Linked DNA regions of Sus scrofa: region 2 is linked to region 1. The links are chromatin contacts, called in public Hi-C maps. All regions are on one chromosome and are shown on one strand. The core of a region is the stretch at or near the end of the contact, and the rest is flanking DNA. Distances in the headings are between cores, read along the strand shown.

What was found. Hi-C and Micro-C count contacts between places; a contact is called where the count stands out from the background.
Region 2: a Hi-C map of liver shows a contact between it and region 1, with 5 times the contacts expected there. The contact joins the promoter of CTU1 here to the promoter of JOSD2 in region 1. A contact is called at or near these places in 2 of 47 Hi-C or Micro-C datasets (heart right ventricle and liver).

The regions. Positions count from the first base shown.
Region 1 is chr6:55,339,239-55,343,660 of Sscrofa11.1, forward strand. It overlaps JOSD2 (Josephin domain containing 2), which reads right to left and starts at 1,757. Exons shown (of 5, transcript NM_001243416.1): 1 at 1,594-1,757; 2 at 888-1,050. The coding sequence starts at 1,033. It overlaps ASPDH (aspartate dehydrogenase domain containing), which reads right to left and starts at 4,299. Exons shown (of 7, transcript NM_001243870.1): 1 at 4,177-4,299; 2 at 3,838-3,982; 3 at 3,497-3,581; 4 at 3,256-3,405; 5 at 2,953-3,173; 6 at 2,728-2,882; 7 at 2,105-2,276. The coding sequence starts at 4,231. The coding sequence ends at 2,233.
Region 2 is chr6:55,742,979-55,747,793 of Sscrofa11.1, forward strand. CTU1 (cytoplasmic tRNA 2-thiolation protein 1) reads right to left here and starts at 2,765. Exons shown (of 4, transcript XM_021094859.1): 1 at 2,592-2,765; 2 at 1-151. The coding sequence starts at 114. LOC110261034 (myeloid cell surface antigen CD33-like) reads left to right here and starts at 2,886. Exons shown (of 6, transcript XM_021094852.1): 1 at 2,886-3,971. The coding sequence starts at 3,947.

The DNA.
Region 1 (4,422 bases), core at 507-3,006:
GCAGGCTGAGGGGAGGGTCCAGGAGATGATGGGACCAGAGCTGTGGGGACAGAGAGGAGGCAGAAAGACAAAAAGGGGTGTCTGAAAACTTGAATAGCGAGGAGGGGCCTTTCAGGCTGCCGAGAGGAGGAAGCTGTGCCAGGCAGAAAGAACAGCCTGGGGAGTTCCCGCTGTGCAGCGGAAACGAATCCAATTAGTATCCATGAGGATGCGGGTTTGATCCCTGGCCTTGCCCAGTGGGTTGAGGATCTGGTGTTGCCATGAGCTGTGGTGTAGGTCACAGATGTGGCTTGGATCCTGTGTGGCTGTGGCTGTGGCGTAGGCCCACAGCTGTAGATCCGATTCAACCCCTAGCCTGGGAACCTCCATATGCCATGGGTGCGGCCCTAAAAAAAGGGAAGAAAGAACGAACGAAGAGCACATGAAAAGGCCCAGAGGCACCGTGGTGGGGTCCATTCAGGGCCTGGAGAGGAATTTGCTTTGAGAGGAGCTGCAGAGACAAGCGGGGATCAGAGCACAAGACTGCAGAGCTTGGGCCTTCTTCTGGGGTGCTAGGGAGCCATGGGAGGGCTGGGAGCAGCGGAGGAGCAGGGTCAGACCGGACGCTGTGTAGCTGGGACTGAACGAAATAAATTGGGAGCTGGGAGGCCAGAGAAGAGTGAAGGCGATGGCCCAGATAACAGGGTGAGACAACCTGAGGCTGAGGCCAAGGGGACAAACAGGTGCACGAGGCAACATCTCAATCTTTGAGTCCCAGGGTCTAGCCCAGCTATGAGATAGGGCAGCAGAAACCCCCGGGGCTCTGCCCCCGCCTTGCTCTGAGACCCAGGTGGGTTGCTCGCCTCTGTGAGCCCTGCTTCTCCAGGGTATGGGGGGGTGATGGTCACCTCTTGCAGATCTCATCGGCAGCCTCCTGGCTGAAGAGCTGCTGCTGCAGGACGTTGTTGAGGGCGTGGACAGCACAGAGTTCCAGGCGTTGCCGTTCGTGGTACACGGAGGGTGGGCTTGGCTGAGCTCCTGGGGCCTGGGACATGCCGTCCTCGGCTCCTCCTTGAGGGAGTGGGGAGAGAAGGTACTCAGGGACCTGGGATCTGGAAGGCCAGCCTGCCGGCAGGTCTGGGGCGGGCGGGCGGCACTGTCATTGAGTTGGGACTCATACAGCCTGAGGGGCCACTGGGCCACTGATTCGGCTGTCCTGGCAGCAGAGTACCTTCATCCCCTATTTCTAGGAAAAAAGCTCGCTCTTCCGCTCACTTAGCAACAGAGGACCACCCCTGCCACATCCCTAAGTGAAAGGGTCCGTATGGTCACCTAGCAACAAAGAAACCCTCTCCCCTATCCCTAGGTAACAGGCTTCATCTCCAGCTACCTAGCAACAGAGAACCCTCCACCCCAGTAGGTAACCAGACTTTCTTCTGGTTACTTAGCAATAGAGGAATCCTCCTCTCGCGTGTCTAGCTAACAGGGTCTCTTCTGGTTGCCTAGCAACAGAAGACTCCCCTTCCCTGTCACTAAACAAGAGCGTTCTCTCCTCTGGTCCTCTGGCAACAGGGCCCCCTCCCCGACAGCAAGAGCCCTCTCCCCGACCCGTACCCCAACCGTAGCGCTAGTCCGTTGCCTGGCAACGCCCTTCACCCCGCCTGCCTCTCTGTTCCTCCGAACCGGGGGTTCCCGCATCCCCCTGGGCGGTGGCTCTGGGCTCCGTGAGCAAGGCGGGCAACAAACACCGCGCTGACTGGCCGGGCGGGACCGACTACAGCTCCCGGCGGCCCCCACGAGCCGGACTACGACTCCCGGCGACCCTCGGGAGCGCGCCTGCTCCGCATGGAACTTCCGGGCAGCGTGGCCCGGAAGTCCGCTGTCGCCCGGAGAACGCGGGACTACAACTTCCGTCGGTCCCTGCGGCGAGTCCCGGAAATGTGCCCTCAGCGGCCTCGCCTTCTCCTACTGCCACGCCCCCTTCTGCTCAGAGGATCATGGGAAATGTAGTGCGTAGGTTCGCGCGTCCCTGTATGCCCGCTCCATGTGGTGGCGTCAGGCATAGTGTGACGACGCAGCGTGACGTCACGGGAGGGGAACAAGTGATCAGACACCAGACCAGGTCGGGAAAAGAGCCTCCAATATTTACTGAGACACGAGGGAGGTATGGGGACACCGAGGCCGGGGTAGGAGCCGGACGGTGGTGAGGAAGTACATGAGACAAAGATGTCCTTATGGGAAGGAGGAGGCTTCTCAGCAGAAATGGATTCCCGGCTTGGAGGGGAGCTGGCAGCAGCCTGCAGGGGAAATAACCGGGAATGAAAGGCTCAGACAGAGAGATGAGGAGTGACAGACACCTGGAAGAAGGGACAGGCCAAGGTGGGGATCGAGGAAGACCTAGAGGGAGAGCCTGAGACCCAGAGGGGCCCAGCGACCTAAGGAGAGGGACCAAAGTCCCAGAGATAGAGGGACAGAGACCGTGAGGGTGGACAGGGACACCTGGTAGGGTCCCAGAGAGAGGGGGACACAGAGGCTGAGAGCATGGAAACTTGGACAACAGAGAGAGATCTAAAAAGATTCAGCATCATCGCGCGCAGGGTTAAGGAGACTCAGAAACAACGATCAATCAATTAAGACAGAATCAGAACTTCAGACCGAGGCAACACCTGAGACGCAAGCTCTGCAGAGCATGAGAGCCCGGGGCTTGGGGTGAGGGACCACTAGCACTGGGGAGGAACCTGGCCTCACCCAGGAGGCTGCGCCAGAAGGCGGTGACAGTGGCAGAGCCAGTGACAGCACCGGGCTCAGCTGGGTTCTCCCTGTGGGTGTGCACAGCAAAGCTTCGGCCTGTGGGGCCTGGGGGGCCGCTCAGCTCCACATCCACCACGTGCATGTCCTTGAGGCTGAGGCAAGGAAGGTAATCAGTGCTACTGGCCTGGCCCCAGCCCAGACCCCCTGCTCAGCTTGGCTCACCTGAAATCAGCCACAAGCACCCCAATCACACGGTCAAAGCCCAGGCTGGGGGCGGCCAGGGCAGCAGCTGCCATGGTGTTAGAATTTCGGGGGGCAAAGGGGCAGAGCCCACGGACAGGGCCTTCATAGAGCACGGTGCGAGGCCCGGTGCTGTGCGCTGTAGCCAGGGGTCCCTCGAGCCGGAAGCCATCGGGGTGTGTGGCCATGGTGACTCGGAGGCTCTGGAAGTGAGAGCCAGGGTCAGGGGGGCTAGGGATCTCTGTTGGCCCTTTCCAGTTCCCGGGGAGCCCAGCGGACCCTCACCTGGAGGCCTCCGGCTTTGTCCAATCTGGTGATGTCGTCAGTGCCCCACAGGGCACCTCGGGCCACGAACACAGCGTGGCCCCAGCGATGCGAGGCCTCCAGGAGCCGCTGCTCCGTGGCCTGCTCAGCCAGGGCCGAGGGGGAGCCCACCTGGGGAAGATGAAGGCGGGGCGGGGCTGAGGTCAGATGACGGATCCCATTTAGAGGGGGGTGGTGCCAAGGCGAAAGAGGCAGGGCTCACCAGGAGATGGGCATAGCGCAGGATCTCTGCCCCAGATTCGTGGATTATTTTGGGATGGGCCACTTCCACCACAAGGTCAGGGTGCCTGGGAACGGGGAGGGGAGGGGGGAAGGCCTTGAAGACATAATAGAGCTCCCCTCCCCAGATTCCCTGAGTCTATGGAGGCCTGTCCCTCTTCGCCCTGGCTGGGGAGGGGAAATGGGCCGGAATCTTGTCCTATTTCACATTTGGGTGAACCAAAGCCCAGAGAGGGTGAGAGACTCTCCTGAGAGCACACAGCACCCAAGGGAGCCAGAAGAGGAGCTTCAAAGAGTCCCACTCTCTAGGGCAAGGTCACTGACCTCTCCCCGAGAGCAGCAAGGTTCTGGAGCTGCAAGGAAGGGGGTACGCTCCCCGCCATTCGTCCTGGGTCACGGTTCCAGACGAAAACGAGTTCGAGGCCCAGTTCTGGTCCCTGAGTCAGCAAGTGGGAGACAAGGGACTGCCCTGGGGAGAGGGGAAGAGACTCAGAGAGAAGGGGACAGAGCCCCGTGGTGGGGAATGGGAGGTGCTCAGGCAGACACAGAATCAGCCGGCCGCTGATTGAGACAGAGATGGAAGATGTGTGCGTGGAAGGCACAGGGGCTCTGGAAGCTTCAGAAAGGGGCTGGGGAAGAGGCCCCAGACGGTCAAGGACTCACCGAGGCGGCCGTAGCCCACTATGCCCACCTTCCTTGGGACCTGGTCGAGGGCCATGCCCTTGGGTGTGATGGTCAGGGGGCTGAGCTCCACCGGCGGCTCGCTACCCACTGCCCACCCCCACTGAAGGTTTGGGCAGCAGCTGATCTTTGGACATTTGACCCTTGAGCCTCTCCGGAACCTCCCCCCTTCCTCCAGCAGCGGCCCAGAGGTGGGGGTGTGGGTGTGCCGCGTGGGGGTGGGATGAG
Region 2 (4,815 bases), core at 1,515-4,014, 400 kb after region 1:
CACCTCGGCCTCAAAGGCGGCGCAGAAGCAGGGGCCGCACAGCGCCTGGCCGGAGCGGGGACGGCGGAGGGCTGCGCGCGCCTTGTGGCAGGAGGCGCACTGCGGGGCGGGCATCGTGGGGTCCAGGTGAGGCGGGACGGGACGGCTTCTCCTGGGTGGGGAGAGAGGGGAGAAGGGTTACACGAGGATTCTGGATTGCCGGGGTCCTTGCCCACAGAAAGGCTGCCGGCATGGTGTCCGTGTCAGGAACAGACCAGGGCCAGCAGAATGCGCGCAGAGTAGGTGTCTCCCAGAATAAGAGAGGGTAATACGCACACAAGTGATCCTTGAACAACGTGGGGGATAGGGACGCAGTTAAAATCCGCCTAACTCTGCAGCCGGCCCTCCACATCGCTCCTGATCCCGCATCCACGGATTTCACAGCAGTGCTGTATCTTCTCTTCATCCTCCCAAGCATCTTACCTCACTTTTCCTAAAAGCTTATGGCCTTTTGCTCTAACCTCACGTCCCACTTGCCTTCAGCCGCTCTGGTCTCTACTCTCAAGCATCCCAGGAAACGCCTACTGCAAAGTGTCCGCAGTGCCCTTCCCTCTGCCCAGAGGATTCTTCCCTGTCACTGGGCCCAGCAACCAGCCCTCAGGACCCATGGCCGTGACCATTCGGCACATCTGTCACAGCTGAGCAGCGACCCCTTGAAATCTCCTCACCCCACCTCCTCCCCCGGCTTTGACTTGATTCGCCCTCCCTCTCCTGGTTTATCTCCTGCTCAGCCTCTAGTCTCTTTTGGAGTCCTCTTCATGGTTCTCAGGTCCTGCCCAGGTCATTTTTTCCTCGTGGGTGACTCTGGATGATGAAGTCCACCCGGCCGGTCCTCTAGATGCCCCATTGAGGATCCCTGATGGTCCCCTTGGATCTTGGGTGCCCAAACGGACCCCCAGGCAGAAACCTGTTCTTGCCCAGCTGTTCCCTGTCTTCCCAGACCCCCACCACCTTCCGCCCAGCTTCTCTGAAGGCAGGACATAAAGCCACCCTGGATTTATCTCTCTTCTCCCCCTAAATCTACAGTCACTCGGTCCCGGGAGTCTGCCTACAGAACAAGGAAGACCCAGGCAGGAGATGGGTCTGTGCAGATTGTCAGAGGCTAAGAAGCCAGGATACAGAAAGAGATGGGAGCCATGGGAGGATTTTGCCCTAAGAAGGGGTATAATGTAACTTAGGTTTTAAAGGGATCTCTTTGGCTGCAGTGTGGGGAACAGACAGTGGCAGGCAGGGGTAGAGACAGGGAGGCCACTGAGGAGGCTATGGCAGTAGCCAGTGAGATGACAGTGGCCTGGACTAGGGGGTTGGCAGTGTAGAGGACAGGAAAAGGTGGGATTTTGGATCTATTTTGAAGGTAGAGCCACCCTCAGGACTGGCACAAGACTTGGACTGGGGTGGTGGGTAGGGTCATGAGAAAAAAAAGAGGAAAGAGGGATGACTTGGAGGTTTTGGCCTGAGCACCTGGGAGGATGATGGGACCATTTAGTCATGGCTGGAGGGGTGGGGGATGACGCTGACCAGAATTCTCCATCTGGACAGGTCAGGTTTGATGTGCCTGTTAAGCATCTTCCCTTTGAAGACTTGATCAACCCCAGGCTGGGTCAGGAGCCCCCTCTGGGCTAGCAGAGCCCCTTGTATGCCTCCATCTGCACTGGATCTCGACTCTACCCTTCATGGTGACAGGTGTGTACTGTACTGTGAGCCTGGAGGGGGGAGGGGGGAAGGCCCTCCCAGTCCCCTCGGAGAACAAAGGGAAGGCAACATGTGACATCAGCACCTGTGTGCACATGCACGATTCTGTAACAAGGTGCCATAACCTGAATCCATGGATCTATAACTGTCCACTCAGAAATTACAGAATGTATGTTACCTTATAAGGGGGACAAAGAGACCAAAGCAGGGAAAAAAATAATCATAATAACGGAGGATATGTAAGACCACGCCCCACTGTGTTGGAGGCTCAGCCTTTGGATATGAACCTGCTAAGCCAGTGCGGGCACGAATATATGCTGTTGCCTGGCAAAAAGGTCTCGGTGTCCTGTCTCCCTGTGCGTAAGTCCTGCAACAAGCCCAATAAACGCAGGGACAGGGTCTGCTTCCTCCACCACTGACCTCCCCTGCCTCGAGGTGGACTTGGCACAGGATGGGTGCTCAGTAAAGTTCTGAGGGATGAGGGAATGATAAATGCCCCCGGAAAACGGGGCCCAGGCCTCAGGGATGCCTCCGGATTGCAGCCTTGTCAGAAGGACCCATGGGATGTAACATCATTCTATCAGGACAGAGTAGGGGCAATGCGGACGTACCCAGCTAGAGTCAGGGGCAGGGAAATGGTCGAAACTCAACCTGAGGGGGGGAGGGAGGGTGCGGGCCAGAGACAGGCCAGGCCGCAGGGTCCGAAGGGGGATGGTGGCCAGAAGGCCTCTGGGATAACAGGCGCTGGGAAAACTGAGGCGAGTGTCATCACTCCCACAGAGACCTTCAACCCTCAGACGACACCGCAACAAAGAGCGGGCGCTCACGGGCGGACCAACTCGAGGCGGGGGAATACTCACCTGAGGAGAACTCGGGGGTGGATCGTCCAAACCGTCTGACACGCGGAACTCCGGCACGGAAGTGGATCCGGAGACTACAACTCCCAAAAGACCTTGGAGGCTGCCTTGCCTACGGCTCCCAGAATCCCATGCAACGGCTCCTGAGGCACTTATGGTTACCAGGTCCTCTTGGCTTACAACTCCCAGCAACCTTTGTGGCCCCATTTTTCACTCTGCCTACCGCTCCCAAAATGCACTGCCGCATGCACCGCCCTCTTTCTTTTCTGCGCCTGCGCAGGGGGCAAAGGCCGTAGCGCATGCGTTATTTTGCTGTGGTAGTGCTCTCTCACCGTGCTGGACGCTTAAAAGGCGAAGTGACTGTGTTAAAATTATATATTTTTGTAGCTAGGCTTTTATAGGGATTATAGAGCATAATGTTTTTACCCTCTGCGATGGGGTTTCGGTGGGAACCGAAGGTTTGGTCGCGTGTGTAAAAAGAGGAGATGGGACATGCGCAGTACAGAGATTCTGAGAGGAGCGGTTCGCCCTGGATGCACGCGTGCCCTGCAGGACTGGTTCATGGTGCGCCTGAGCGTGTCGGCTGGGGAGAGGGAGCAGTGTGTTTGAGAGCCGAGGCCTCTGCGCGTGCGTCAGCCGTCGACACTCCGTCTTCTGAAGAGTGTTCCAAAGACTCAGATTCCTGAAACCCACCAGTCCCCACGCCCAGTGTCATAGAGACTCAGAGTTTCAGAAACTCAGACCCTTGAACTAAAGGAGCCAAGAGACCGGGGACTCGAGAGGCAGCTCTCACCAACCAGCACATCTGTCATATTGAACCTCTTGGATCCAGACATAGGGTCTCTGTTCTTTGTGATCAGCCCCCCCTGCCCTGCCCCCCGCCAGAGATGCAGTCAGCGCTTAACTCTGAATCAGCACCGCGGACAGCACACACCCCTCCTCCCTTTCCAACCCAGGAGCCAGAGCACGTCCTGGGCAGAGGCCCCATCCCTGCTGGGGTAGAGGTGGGGTTGGTCACAAACAGATCACAGAACTTGGTAGCTGGTGGAGGATTCCCAGCACAGTGGTAAAGTGAGAACGTAACACCTGCGAGCCCAAGATTATCTGCAGAACTCACATCCCTTGTGACTGCCTGAGAGCCCTTACTTGGCCTGTACCTCTCTGAGAACTCCCTTTCCAGTCCAGAAGAGCTAGAACTCCACCCATCCCTGGCCTTTGCTGCCCTCATCACAGGCACTTTCGCTATGGCATTGGATTGCCAGGTAACCTGCCTTCCAACCGGATGTTACTTTCCTCAGAGACAAGGGCTGGATCTTTACTAGAAACCTGAAGGCACAGTGTAGACGACTGGTGAATGAATGAAATTTCCTCTCTCACCTCACGGTAAGTGTTGACATTTCTTACCTCTAAAATTAATATAAACTTCCTGGGAAATCCCTGGTGCCTCAGTGGGTTAAGGATCTGGCATTGTCAGATATGGCACAAGTTCCATCCTCAGCCTTGGAATTTCCACATATATTGGGCATAGCCAAAAAAAAAAAAAAAGTTCCCATTGTGTCTCAGCGGGTCAAGAACCCAACATGGTCTCCCTGAAGATACAGGTTCGAATCCTGGCCTTGCTCAGTGGGTTGGGGATCCGACAAGGAACTTCCGTATGCCACGTGTATGGCCATAAACAGGGAAAAAAAAGAAAGAAAATGAACATGTAAGCCATACATTGGGAAAAAATCATATCTATATATCAGTCTATATCTACAGAGCTATAGATATAGATAAGTAGTTATAGATAAGTAGATAGATATCTTTTTCCAAAAGGGAGGTTGAACTTAAATATATAAAGAATTCTTTCCTACCGTATAACACCGGGAACTATGTTCAATATGCTGAGATTAAACCATAATGGAAAAGAATATATAGGAGTTCAGTTGTGGTTCAGTGGTAATGAATCCGACTAGTATCCGTGAGAATGAAAGTTCAATCCCTGACCTCATTCGATAGGTTAAGGATCCAGCGTTGCCTTGAGCTGTGATGTAGGTCGCAGACACAGGTCAGATCTCACGTTGCTGTGGCCATGGGTAGGCTGGCGACTACCGCTTCAATCTGACCCCTAGCCTGGGAACGTCCATGAGCCTGCAGATGCAGCCCTTCAAAAGGAAAAAAAAAAAAAAAAAGAATATATAAAAAATGTATATATGTATAACTGAATCACTTTGCTGTACCACAGACA